2 separate regions of the Solanum lycopersicum genome follow, and region 1 is linked to region 2. A link is a contact called in public HiChIP or PLAC-seq data. All regions are on one chromosome and are shown on one strand. The core of a region is the stretch at or near the end of the contact, and the rest is flanking DNA. Distances in the headings are between cores, read along the strand shown.

Region 1 (6,816 bases), core at 822-3,321, 130 kb before region 2:
TTAAAGGTAAAGGTATAAAGTTTTAACCAAAATTAAAATATCTTTCAAATTTTTTTCCTATTTTTTTTCAAGAAGCTCGATCAAATATCTTAGTTTTAAAAAATAATTATTTACTATTATTAAAAAAACACGTTTGGCCCAAACAAATCTACATATAATTTGTCCTTCAGAACAAAATCCAGCCACCTATTCTTTGAGTAACAATGTAGAAAGTCATAGCCCATGTTATTTAGGTCAACATTCTTGGTGAGCACCAATAAAATGACTAAGCAACTAGCAAGTTAACCCGTCATCGATATGGATTGTGATACACTAGTGAAAGTGTTTCTCTCATTTATTACTTTCAAGTTTTAGTATTGAATATGAAAAAAATCATACTAAAAGCTTCATTTCTGAATAGATCTTGTGGAGCGCCACTCAAATTTAGTCGAAATTTCAAACGACAAAACAAAAAAAAATGACAAAGTCAAGCTCCTTTTTTTTTCTTGAGTCATCATGAATTACTATATTTTATAGTCAATTCCTTTATTGGCTCTTCATTCTTTTAAGTTGTATTAATATAAAACTGTCATAAACATCAACTACTTTAGTACCATATGATTTAAACAAATCAAAAACTCATCTACCGACAACACCATAAAAAATGGATAAATTATGATTAAATATGTTCCTCCACCTTATCCGTTCAAATAGAACAGCCCATAGATGATAGAAATAGAAATGAAGTTTATTTAATCGTTGTTGGAACAATATAAGAAAATTGAAATAGTGGATGAGTTGTAATAATTATGAAAATTAATATATATTATATATTATACTAAATAAACATGTATCCACCTCAAGAGAAATACACAAATTAATTTACAAAAATGTTTAAGAAATATACATATATATTATTAGCATTAGTACTAGCTAGAGGTCAATTATCCTTTTGTTTATCCGCTCCAATTTTTCTCTTCTTCTCCAAATGCAATTTGACATAGTAATTAAGGAAGAAGAAGAGAATAGCAGCATTGAGTACTGAATTGAGAATCCAAGCACCAATTCCATTACATCCCCCTCTTAACAAATGAAGCAAAAGTACTCCAATATGACAAATTACATTACAACTCAACAACACAATTTGACAGTGATTCACAAAATGAAAACACTTACTCGGTAATCCAACAGCAGTCCAAAATCTGTAACCATAAACCACTGAGTAAATTGATGTGGTTAATATTATACCAAGTACTTGAAATGATTGGGAGAATTCAAGCCATAAAAATGACATGAAAATTAAAATGGAGTGATTGAATAGCTGATAAAACGACAGTTTACGACGACGGAGGATGGTGAAAAACGTACGCAAACTGTGAACGAATCGAGAGAGGTAGAAGATGTAGGACCAGAAAAAAACCCGACCCGATGGACGAGTACCGATAGGGAAACACAGAAGCCATTGAAACGCTGTCGTTTTGTACCTCCGCCAGAACCAACGGGTATCACGGATCTCTGCCGCAGCGGAGAGGAGGATTCCGGCGAATATAGTAAACGAGATTAACGCCATGGAAAGAGAGTGAACAGCAGGGATCGGACCCAGAGGAAGAGGACGACGGTGACGGAACACCAGGAGGAGGAAGAGATGGAGGAAAACTGATAAAATAATGTAGGCCGATATCGAAATAAACAGGAAAACCCACGTGTTGCCCCATGATTGGCTATCAGTCCATCGGAATCCGACGATTGAAGGATGTTCAGAGAGGTAATAACGTAGGGTTTGAATCATCGTAGTTTCAGTCATATGGACGAAGCTGATTTTACAACAAAATATCTTCTCTGCCGGGACCGTTGCCGGGGCCGGAATTACGCCGGCGAAGATCAGTATTGTTTGGTTCTAATGGATAAATTGAATTGAAGGGGAAAAAAGGAGAAGGTCAAAATTGGAATAGCGGTGAATGAGCAAAACCCAAGAGCTTTCTGTACCTCTGCTCCTTTACCAAACTCCCTTATTTATATATGATATATGAACCAGGGATACCATGTATAGGAATAATAAAAATGAGATTTTTTTATGCATAAAAAACATTATGGTATTATTGGGATGATGAAAATGGGCGGTTTAAATACAAAATAAATGGAGTTGTTATTTTTTTTTTTACAAGTGTTGTCGATTGGATTATCGATTTAATTTATTTATTTTTAAATATGTTAAATTAGATATTATTTTTAAATATGTTAAATTAATATTTAATATATATTTTATTAATTTTTCGTTTATTATTTTGGTTCGTTGCTGTTTGATTTTTTGATTTAATCAATAAAAAATGGTTGTAAAAGAAATATATAATTATTAGACAATAATATAATTTTACAAACAGTCGTTAAATATAAAACAATAATGACTAACATAAAATGAACTATACAAATATAACAAAAATTTAAGAGAAATAAGATTTTTATTTTATGTTTTAATGTTTTTTATAATGTGATATTGTGAACTTAGTCACTGCAAAGTGTCAATCAAAGGCTATAAAAGTAAAGATAGTAACTTTTAAGGTATTGAGAGTTATATAACATTTATATACAAATAAAAGTGGTAAATTGTTATGGTCTTAATGAGCTATCTATTTACCAAATAACTCAATATATATATATATATATATATATATATATATATATATATATATATATATATATATATATATATATATATATATATATAAAAGTTAATAAAAATCGTCAACCTAATTGTAATAAACTAAAATCACTTCTTTTTATTTGATTTATTGCACACTCCTATTTTTTATATATTAGAAAGGTTGGTTTTAACTAAGGGTTGTGCAACAGTCGGTTTGATTTTATTTTTAAATTTATTAGTTTGAGTTATTGGACTATAGATTATGAGTTTTTCAATATGTTAGATTGTTATAAAATCATTGAGATATCAATTTATTGGTTGTTGATCGTTATCGATTTAATTATTTAAATTTGATATTTAAAGACACTAAAAATTACTTAGAAACAAAGTATTTGCAAATAAAAAAAATTATGCATATGAATTGAAAGATTGCATATTTGCTCAAAATAAATATTGACACCTTGTAGAATTATCGAGAGTTTGAGAGAATTAAAAATAAAAGTATGAAACTAAATCTTTACTCAATGACTTTATATAAAAAATGATATAAATATAATTTACTATTGAAATATCGATTTAATCCATTAAAAAAGACTCAAATTATAAACATAAAATAACAATAAAATAATAAACTTATTTAATTTCTTAATATATATAAAATAAAAAATGATAACAAATAGGGCTAATCTATTAGTGATAAGTCAGTAACTGCTTTTTATTTGAGTTATTAATTTTAGTTCAATCTTCTTGCAACTCGGATTTCAACATATTAATTTTTGGTCCTAAAATGAAAAATATGAGGATATTATGGTGTTCAAAACTTTTTTGCAAAATTAGCTTTGCTTAAGAGGACTGCCTTCTCTTTTTAGCAAAATTCAGACCTTATCAATAATTCCAAAAGAAAAAAACCTATTTTCTACAAATCATACCCTAAATTGAAATGACATTAAAATATAAAGGGACCCATTGAAGTTTCCAAAGATGACGCGTATTGACTTAAAAATTGTGCTCTAATTTCTTCCATATATACTTATTTTCCATTTTCATTTGAATTTGGTGAAGCCAATTATTTGTTCATTTTCTCTTTGAAACTGATGAAGGAAATTTACGTATTTATACCCAGGTCTATACGTATGTTTGTAGACTAATTATAGTTATGTAATTTAATGCGACTATAGTTTATGATAACATATTACTAGATTATGTAAACATAGTAATTATGTTTGCTTAGTTAAGATCATTAAAACAATTATTTTGACCTCAAATTTTTTAGGTCCCGGTTTTATACACCCTCCATATTTTAATTAAAGTTTTGAGGTATTTTTTATTTTACAAATAATTATTTGATTTTATATTCAACTTATATTTTAATCTACTTTGTTTAAAGATCGTGAAATATCTCAAAAGTTCAATTAATATGTAATGGATGAAATATATATGATGTATTGCTCAATTTGAAAAGAATCTTTTGTATAGAAAATATAATAATTAGTTAATGACCATTTACTTTATTTAATGCAGAGGTCATTGTAATAATTGAAAAATAGTAGTGTTTAGTTAATTGTTGCCTCCTTTAATTTCTTATACTACTAACTATTTTGTTAACTTTTTCATATACGGATGATTATCATGAATTCACATTATTATTCTTACATTTATCTTTTTATTACTTTTTTTATTTCTATTCTCTCTTAAATATTCTAAACCTTATCAAACGATTAAATTTTTTGCATTATGCAAAATCTATTGTTGTATATTTATAAAATGATCAAATTTATTTTTAGTATATTCTCTTTGTTTCAAGTACTATAACAAATCAATACTATTTTAATATCATTATATTAACTTATAAGTTCAACACACGTATTTCACTATCATTATTTTAAGCTTTTTAAAAAAATTAGCCAAATTTTAGTATTCTAACCTTATAAGATATTTTTTCATTGTTTACATTCTTACTTTACAAGGTCTGTGTACTTCCTACTTTCTCGAGACTTCACTTGTAGAATTATATTGAGTATGTTATAATTAGTCAATTTATATGTGACAACTCTAAAAAAAAAGGCCTCTATGAAGTTTGGTTTTAGGCCTAAACTTGTTGAGACGACCCTTCTTAGTTATATATATATTTTTTCTAGTAGAAGTGTAACACCTTGGTCTTAGAAAGAACTAATTTTAGCAATAACCAATTTGGAAAGAACTAAATTGAAAATTTTGTGAGTTAGCCTTAAATTATAAATTTTGGGTCAACTTCAAACAGTCGTAACTTTCCGTACAAGATGAGTTAGGTGACCCATAAAATATCAAATGAAAAATCTCTGAATCCTCTTTCCAACTCCATCAATTTTGCTTAAATCTTAGTTCAGATGAGGGAGATATGTCTGTTTGAGTTCAGCCTGTCCAATTATGAAAATTTACCCGAATTAATGAGAGGTATTTTGATCTTTTCCTTACCCCAACAACTTTATACGTTTTTAGCAATAGTTTTAAGGGTCTAAACTAATTTGGGTTAGTTTTTATAATTTACAATCACGTTTAGGATTTCAGAGAGAAGTTCAAGAGGATAAAAAGGGAGAAAGTTCAAGCGTTCTTCGAATTCGAGGATTTTCGTCAAGGATTTCTTTCCTTCGAGGTATGTAAATTTTCATAGTATTGAGTTTGTTCACCCACACGCCAATTATGTGAATTCCATCCGCAATTTCGTTCTTGAGGTTGAATGGTTTGAATTCTTAATGGGTTGTTCTACATGCCTTGTTTATAGAGTTTGATGAATTCTTGAGGAGAAAATTTTGATCTTTGAAGGTTGTTCTTGAGTAAAAGTGAGTAGATTCTCGTGTTCTTGTATTAGGTAATTGAAATTTGAGAAAATGGATCGATTTTAGGCGAATCAGGGTTAGAAAATGAGAAGAAAAATTTGTTGGATTGATCTAGGGAAAGAATTGGCGCGTCGTGCCCTAGATGCACCAAAAGGGATGGTTTGGCATGCCAATAGTGCGCCCAAATGAGGTCTCTGCAGTCTAGGGGTTGACGCCCCATACCAGCAGCGCCCCAGAGTTGCTCGCCTCCACTCATTTTCTGTCGTTTGCTCGGTCTAAGTCCTTTAAAATGTATCCTTACTCTCTTACGAATTATAAATAATAAAACTACATCTAATCATTGAGAATTCCATATATCCAAATCATAACTATTAAATTCATAATACAAATTCAAGATCGAGAGTTTGATGATGTTCTTTTGACTCATTTGAGAAGTCTCTTGCAAACTTTTAAAATTTATTTTAAGACTTGAGTACTTGAGTATGAGGATTAGAAGAGTTGAGTTTCATTTAAAAAAATAAATATACGAGAACTAAGTATTCCAAGAATAAATATTTATACTTAAAATGAAAGGAACATCAATTTCCAAATGAGTTTATGAAGAATTTTGAGTATAATCTCTTTTAAGAGAACTTTTTGAATAATAATCTCAAAGTTTGAGGATGAAGAAATATTTTTAAACGTATGAGCTGAGTTATATTATTAGGAGTAGTATTGAGCACCGATATGGGGATGAGTTCCAACAACTCAAAGTTCTCATAAACAATGTAGCCAACGTGTATAGAAATAGGGTCATACTTTTTAGACGATTTCTTATTGCTTTTAAGCATAACTTAGCGGATCCACTTAGTTGAGGATGTCTTACACTCCAACAAGGTATAGGATAGTTCTGTTAGAGTGGGTGAGACATTGTATCATCACAAAGCTCATGGTGATGGTTGTTTCTTCTTAGAGAATCTCTCAAATAAAAGTTATTACTGATTTTTAAATACATTGAGTTTTTATCTACAGTTATAAATGGTTTATATAAACTGCATTTTCATTGTCTTTTTTATATTGTATTGAGTTAAGTATCCTTGAGTTGAGTTGAGATGAGGTGAATATGTTCTTCCATTTATCAAGTTCAGGCTTAAGTCTGTACTTTAGAGTTCCCCTTGCATACTTGTATATTTCATATACTGATATCATTTGGCCTGCATCTTTAATGATGCAAGACATTGGTAACTAGGGTCACCAGCAGGCACTTCGTTGATATCACTTGCAGTTCGAGTTAGCTTTGATGAACCTCATTACTTCTGCAGGATTCCATTTATATTTTTTATTTTGTTAGGATGTCATGGGTCTTGTTTCGACTACTTACTACTTTAAAATGATCTTTAG
Region 2 (6,898 bases), core at 2,759-5,258:
ACCCTCTCTTACTACATAACATAATAATAATTTAAATATAAGATAATGAATTCAGCATAATAATTAATTTATCACAACATAATAGTTTCTTATTCATTCATCTTCGCAAGAATTGGATTTTTGTTCTATAGAACATTATGAATAAATAATTTGCTTGCAGTTTATGTTATTTATAATTGTAGCATATATTGATAAAATAATATTATATAAAATTATGTTAAATGATTATTTAAAAAAAAAAGAATTAAATAAGAAAATAAGAATGAAGTAAGAATGAAATAAGAATAATTAAGAAAAAATAAAATTAATATAATATTAAGGAGAATGAAGAAGATTCTTTTTTAAGAAATAAATAAAAATTTGAGTTTGAAGTTAGTTGTCTCAAAAAACAAGATACTCTATATTTAGAAAGCCAAATAGGTATAGGGTTAGCAATGCCCTAACAAAACTGTCGAAATTTAAAAAAATTGAAAACACAAAATAACCATCAGGATTATTACAAAAGCGTTAGCCAAAAAAAATTATTCGAAAAAGCAATAAAATTGGTGAAGCTTTACGATTGTCCGGTAGAATATTTGAGGCCATCTAAAGTAATTGCTAATCGAGTTATATTTTTGCGTTTGTGCCAGCTCATGATCTAACAAATCAAAAGGCATTTTAGTACATATTCTTCGATGATAACGATATCCCAGAGAGCAAAGAAAACATTTTTCTTATGATTTTATCATATACATGGAAACTAATAATTATGAGTACATTCAGATATCTTTATAACAACATTTCATTACAATAATTAAAAGTGCGTTTGGTATAAAAGAAAACATTTTTCAGAAAATGTTTTTCAATTTTCTCAAGTTTGGTTGGGACAAAAGTTTGGAAAATGTTTTCCAAATCAACTCATTTTGCTCAAAATTAAGGAAAATGACTTCCCTTCAAAGATTAAGAAAACATTTTCCAAAACTCTCCTCCAATTTCAAATTACATTTGTTTTTTGGGAAAACCATTAATTTTAAAAAAATATTTTCAATTTTAAAATTTTATTTTTTTACCCGATCACTGACCCTTACCCCCACCCACCACCGGCCACCCCTGAGCCCACCCCCTCCCCAAAAAATTAATTTTACTTTCTAAAAATATTTTCAACTTTAAATTTTTATTTTTAAATTCCTCCCCCCCCCCCCCCCCCGGCAGCCCCCCTACCAGCCCCCTACCCCAAAAAAAATAATTTTTTTTTACAAATACTATCAACTTCAATTTTTTATTTTTTCACTCCCACCCCCCTCACCCCTCCCCCACCCACTACCCCCCTCCACCACCCCAGAAAAATAATGATTTTGTTTTTAAAAAATATTTTCAATTTATAAATTATTTTTTACTATAATAAAAATAAAAAATGTCTCTTAAAAAAAATCCATTCATAAATCAAATACTAAAAATCATTTTCGAAAAATATTTTCTACTCACCAACCAAACATGAGAAAATAAGTCAAAAATCTACTTGTTTTTCAGAAAAACATTTTCTATGAAAAACATTTTCCTCCATACCAAACACCCTAAGTATTAATATAAACAGACTTTTATATTATGTTATATTATATATATTCTTTATAATAATATTTCGATATAACAGTAAAAAAAAAATCCAACAAACGGAAGTGTTATAGAGAAGTTGGACTTTACTACATTCTTTTTAGTAGGGTTGGTACATTTGTACGTAGCATGCATATAGCAACAAGAAGAGTGAGTGTAAGATCAATTTTTAGTCACCCAAAGGAAGCTTCTGTGCAATTTCCTTTTTATAATTTATCATGCCTTACAATTTCCAAGAAAATTCCATAGCTCACTTTATATGGGACATTACTCAAAAGTCATCTCATTTTTCCTTTTTTTACTATTAGCGTATCAACCAACCATTCTACTTACCAACAGATCGTAATGACGAATTTAAGACTTCAAAAAGTAAGTCGGATTCGTAATTAAAAATTCATTCACTTGTACGTATAATAATATTAAGCTAGCGTTTGACCATAGATTTCTAAATATTTTTGGCAAATATTATTTGAGTGAAAATTTGGGTGAAATTTCACCATGTGTTTGGCCATAAAATTTGGAAAATATATTTCACTTTTTTAGAAAAATATGATTTATACACACAAGTTTTAAAAACTATCAAAACTAACTAAAAGTTTGTATTACAAGTCAATTGAATGTTAGTTACAACAATAACAAATAATGTCCATGACACTGAAGCAATGTGGTAATTTGGAGTGAGTGCAACAAGAATTATTCCATTCATCGTGAAGTAGATAAAGTACATGACTTTGTTACCTAGCCAATTTTTAATAATTTTCATCAACAATCATATCATTATTTAATATTCACTAAATATTTCATCACTATTTTGGTGTTCACGTAAAAAATGATATCATACAACGCAAGCAAATACTAGAGAGGGTGTTTTTGTAAAAGATAAAAGATTGGGGTAAAATTTTAATTTTTAAAATATCCCAAATAATGATATTTGGCTCAAATACTAGAAAAAACTAATATTTGGAAATTTGGGATATTTGCCAAAAATATTTGTCAAATAATGACAAATTATATGGACAAACATTATTTGTCAAATTCACAATTAAATATTTATAGAAATTCAATAGATATTCTAACATATCTACAAAACATAAATATATAAACCTTGTACATACTGTCTGTCACGCCATGATAGATGTCGAAGGCAAGGCTACTAAATTTTTGTGAACCCCCATATATTGTTGGGTTTTATTTGTTTGATTTCTTACCACAAAGGGTTAAGACTCTATAAATAAAGGCATGTTTCTTCTAACTTAATCAACATTCACAATGTAATCTTAAAGGTTTTGAGAGTTTTGGTTAGGGGGAGAATTTATGAGTCACAAGCTTGATACGTTATCACTTGTGTGAACCTCCCATGTACTGTGAATGAATTGGTAGAGGTTGTTTCTCTCTGTATTTTGTACTCTCATATTTATAGTGGATTGCTCATCTCCTTTGTGGACGTAGATCGATTGACCGAACCACATTAAATCTTTGTGCCTTTTGGTAAATTTCTCGTTGTCTTCTTACTTGTGGTCTTTCGAGGTTTGAATTTGCTAACTTCCGCATATACACCTGCTTATTTTGCGGTCCTAACAGATATCCTCTATTGCCCAAGGGGCTGTTTTTTCATGTATAAATTAAATGCAAGAATTATATGCATGGTGAATATTGTTATGTGGTGGATACATATGATGAAGTTTTATGCAAATTATTTGCTTCAAGAATTTTTATTGTTGTTACTCTTATCCATATGTTTTTAATACGCGTTTTGTTACTCGAGATTCCATCTTCACCAAAAAGAAAATACATATTTTTATATAATTTATGCGGGGATTAATAACAGTAGCTAATTTGTTTATAGTATAAAATACATAAATCTCATATATACGGGGCTAATTATCTTATATATCCTAAAAGTTTTTTCAATAACAAAAATTTCTAATTTTTCATTGCTCTTAGATGGTTGTCCAATACATTGCCAATGATACATTACTTAAGTTTATGTTGCGTCGGATACATTTCTCTGCTGTCGGATACATTGTCTCTACTTTGTTGTTGCGTCCAACACATCCCTTTGATGTCGAATACATTGGCCTTTATTGATTCTGTTGCATAGAATACACTCCTCCGTTGTCGTCGGATACATTTGACTCTATAATGTTGTTGTGTCGGATAAATCCTCTATTATCGGATACATGATTATGAACATGATTTATAATGGGAGAAATGTATCTGAAAGGGGATAAGGACTCATATTGAATTATTATATAATAAAACAAACGCCCACTTATACATTTTGAAAGTACAATTGGAATTAGTTGGAACTTTCATAGTATATTACATAAGTGACTTTTCAACTTTTAGTGGTGTAGTTCAAATCTCAATACAGCTAAGCACTTTTTGGTCTATATATATTGTCACAACTAGGAAGCAACAAACCAATTACTTCTACTTCACTTTGGGTTGAGAATCTACATATTAATAATTATAAACTATCAATATCCATTTATTCATGGAATTAATTAGATCATCAAAATCTTTTAGTTTCTCTTCACATTATAAAAACCTTAGAGTAATCTTACCTAGGCTTCGATCAAAGTCTTCAAATTCAAGCCAAAGTTCACCAAGAACTCCAAAATCATCACATATATCGCGACGAAATTCATCTAGAGAAGACGAATTTAGAGAAGTATTTCGTCATTTTGACACCGATAACGATGGTAATTTTTTTTAATGTAGTTGCAATATATATCATCTAAATTTAATTTTTGAGTTTTTTTTTTCTTTCTATTGTTACATTAATTTTGTTTTGTTCTCTTCTTACATTAATTTTGTAATAGGTAAAATATCGGCTTTCGAGCTAAGAGCTTATTTTGGATCCATAGGAGAACATATGTCACATGAAGATGCTCAAGAAATCGTAGATGAACTCGATAGGGATGGTGATAATTTCATAGATTTTGATGATTTTAAGAAGTTGTTGATGCAAAAAGAAGGAAGTAGTGAAGAGGATGAATCGTTAAAGTCAGCATTTGAAATGTATGAAGTTGAAAAAGGTTGTGGTCGGATTACACCTAAAAGTTTACAGAGAGTTTTGAGTCGTTTAGGGGATTCAAAATCTTACGACGAATGTGTTACTATGATCAAAGTATATGACATTGATGGTAATGGGGAACTTGATTATCATGAATTTCGCCAAATGATGACGACTTAATCAGAAAAAAATAAATAAAATGAAAGTAGAACAAATATATACAAAAATAAATAAGAGCATGATATTGAATGGCTGAGACAACAAAAAGTAAAGAAAATCTCAGGACTCGGCTTGTCTATAATTAATTGTTCTTCTTATGATTGTAGTTTTGTAACATATTTTGTTTTAAATCCTTCAAAATATTATTTTTGGATACATCTATTGATGATAAATTAGAATTATTCTTTTTGTGGTTCTTGTTCTTGTGCGATGTATCAGCAGCACTTTTTCTAGCGATAGAACAACAAGATTTAATTTATTGGGTAGATTTCATAAATAGCTAGAGTTTGAAATATATGAGTCTCCTTAACAGTAGTTTGAACTAAAGTTTTCTTACTTTCTTTGTATGTCTCGCTGAAAGTTTAATTTCTTATACAAATTAGACTCTTCACTTAATTCATCAGGCAGTAATTGCGGTTATTAAAACTGAAAACAAACCCAAAAGTCACATTATAGAGTTCCTTATCAAAAACTATGACGACTTAATATCTTAAAAGGTCAATAAACTATAGGAAATTATGTAACAAAGTAATTAAATTTTATTTTATATCAATAAAATCACTCAACTTAAATATATACATTTTTCCATTTAAACAAATTTTAGATGACAATTTAAATTATTTTTTATGTCATATAATTATAATTATGAACTCCACAGATAAATAAAGTTATAAAATCTATTAATTTCAAAAGTAACTTAAATCTCAACTCTATGAAACCGAAAAGGAACGGTAAATTAGACCCCATAATACACAGGATGCTTGGCATCAATTAGCCACATGAATAATTAGGATCAGCCACTGCATATATAAGAAACAACAAAGTACGAAAATACAGATGCCAAGAAAGTTAGCAAAAATCTGAGTAATTCATTTTCTCTGAACAAGACGTCGTTTCCGATCGAATTTGTTTGAAATTTGGGCGATACGTTTTCAAACTGATGGCATAGAGCTAGAGAGGGGGAAAAAAAATCGGAGTAGAGTCCATGATTATACGACTTGAAAATAATTTAATTTGTCATTTAAAAATTATTTTATCGATAAATGTAAATAATAGATTTTTTAAGATAAAAATTTAAAGTTGAGTGCTCTTATTAATAAAAAACAAAATTTAGATAATTTCTCATAGTTATAAACATGTAATTAAATCCTGTTAGAATAGAAATAAGAAAAAGAAGGGTATATAAAATTCTACTTGAAAAAGCAGTAGTATATAAAATCCAACTTTGAAAAGGATTAGTATATATAACCCAACCTGAAAAAGGATACTAGAGTGTCTATAAGTAGGAATTATGTAAAGACACAATTCAATAGTAATATTTTTGTTAGGCAATTCAATAGTAAATTAAAACAAGATGGAAGAGTTTGTTGATGTTGCAATTGAAGCAGCTAAGAAAGCCGGAGAGATAATTCGTCATGGATTCTACAAGAGTAAGCATATTGAGCACAAAGGAGTTGTTGATTTAGTGACAGAGACTGATAAGGCATGTGAAGTTTTAATTTTTAATCATCTGAAGCAATGTTTTCCTAGTCATAAGTTCATTGGTGAAGAAACAACTGCTGCTGCTTCTGGAAATTTTGAGCTTACTGATGAACCAACTTGGATAGTTGATCCACTTGATGGAACTACTAACTTTGTGCATGGCTTCCCTTTTGTTTGTGTATCTATCGGTCTCACAATTGAAAAGAAACCAGTGGTTGGTGTTGTTTACAACCCAATCATCGACGAGCTTTTCACTGCAATCTATGGGAGAGGTGCTTTTCTTAATGGGAAGTCCATCAGAGTATCTTCAGAGTCTCAACTTGTAAAAGCTCTTGTTGCTACAGAGGTTGGAACAAACAGGGATAAGGCAATTGTAGATGCTACTACAGGAAGAATTAATAGAGTGATTTTCAAGGTTAGGTCCCTCAGGATGTCTGGTTCTTGTGCATTAAATCTATGTGGAGTGGCGTGTGGAAGGCTTGATCTCTTCTATGAAATTGAATTTGGTGGTCCGTGGGATGTCGCAGCTGGTGCTCTCATAGTCATAGAAGCTGGAGGACTCGTTCTTGATCCATCTGGTTCCGAATT

The links. HiChIP or PLAC-seq counts read pairs in DNA pulled down with a chosen protein or histone mark.
Region 1: a contact with region 2 is called in an RNA polymerase II HiChIP or PLAC-seq map of leaf, with 2.9 times the contacts expected there. The contact joins the promoter of LOC101253978 here to the promoter of LOC101253669 in region 2. A contact is called at or near these places in 1 of 1 promoter capture datasets (leaf), 3 of 8 Hi-C or Micro-C datasets (all in leaf) and 1 of 1 datasets of contacts at active chromatin or transcription factors (leaf).

What each region holds. Positions count from the first base shown.
Region 1 is chr3:11,976,104-11,982,919 of SLM_r2.1, reverse strand. LOC101253978 (fatty acid elongase 3-like) reads right to left here and starts at 2,071. Exons shown (of 1, transcript XM_004234635.5): 1 at 787-2,071. The coding sequence starts at 1,783. The coding sequence ends at 920.
Region 2 is chr3:11,849,767-11,856,664 of SLM_r2.1, reverse strand. It overlaps LOC101253669 (probable calcium-binding protein CML41), which reads left to right and starts at 4,008. Exons shown (of 2, transcript XM_004234634.4): 1 at 4,008-4,295; 2 at 4,416-5,024. The coding sequence starts at 4,088. The coding sequence ends at 4,789. IMP2 (myo-inositol monophosphatase 2) reads left to right here and starts at 6,183. Exons shown (of 1, transcript NM_001246914.1): 1 at 6,183-6,898. The coding sequence starts at 6,183.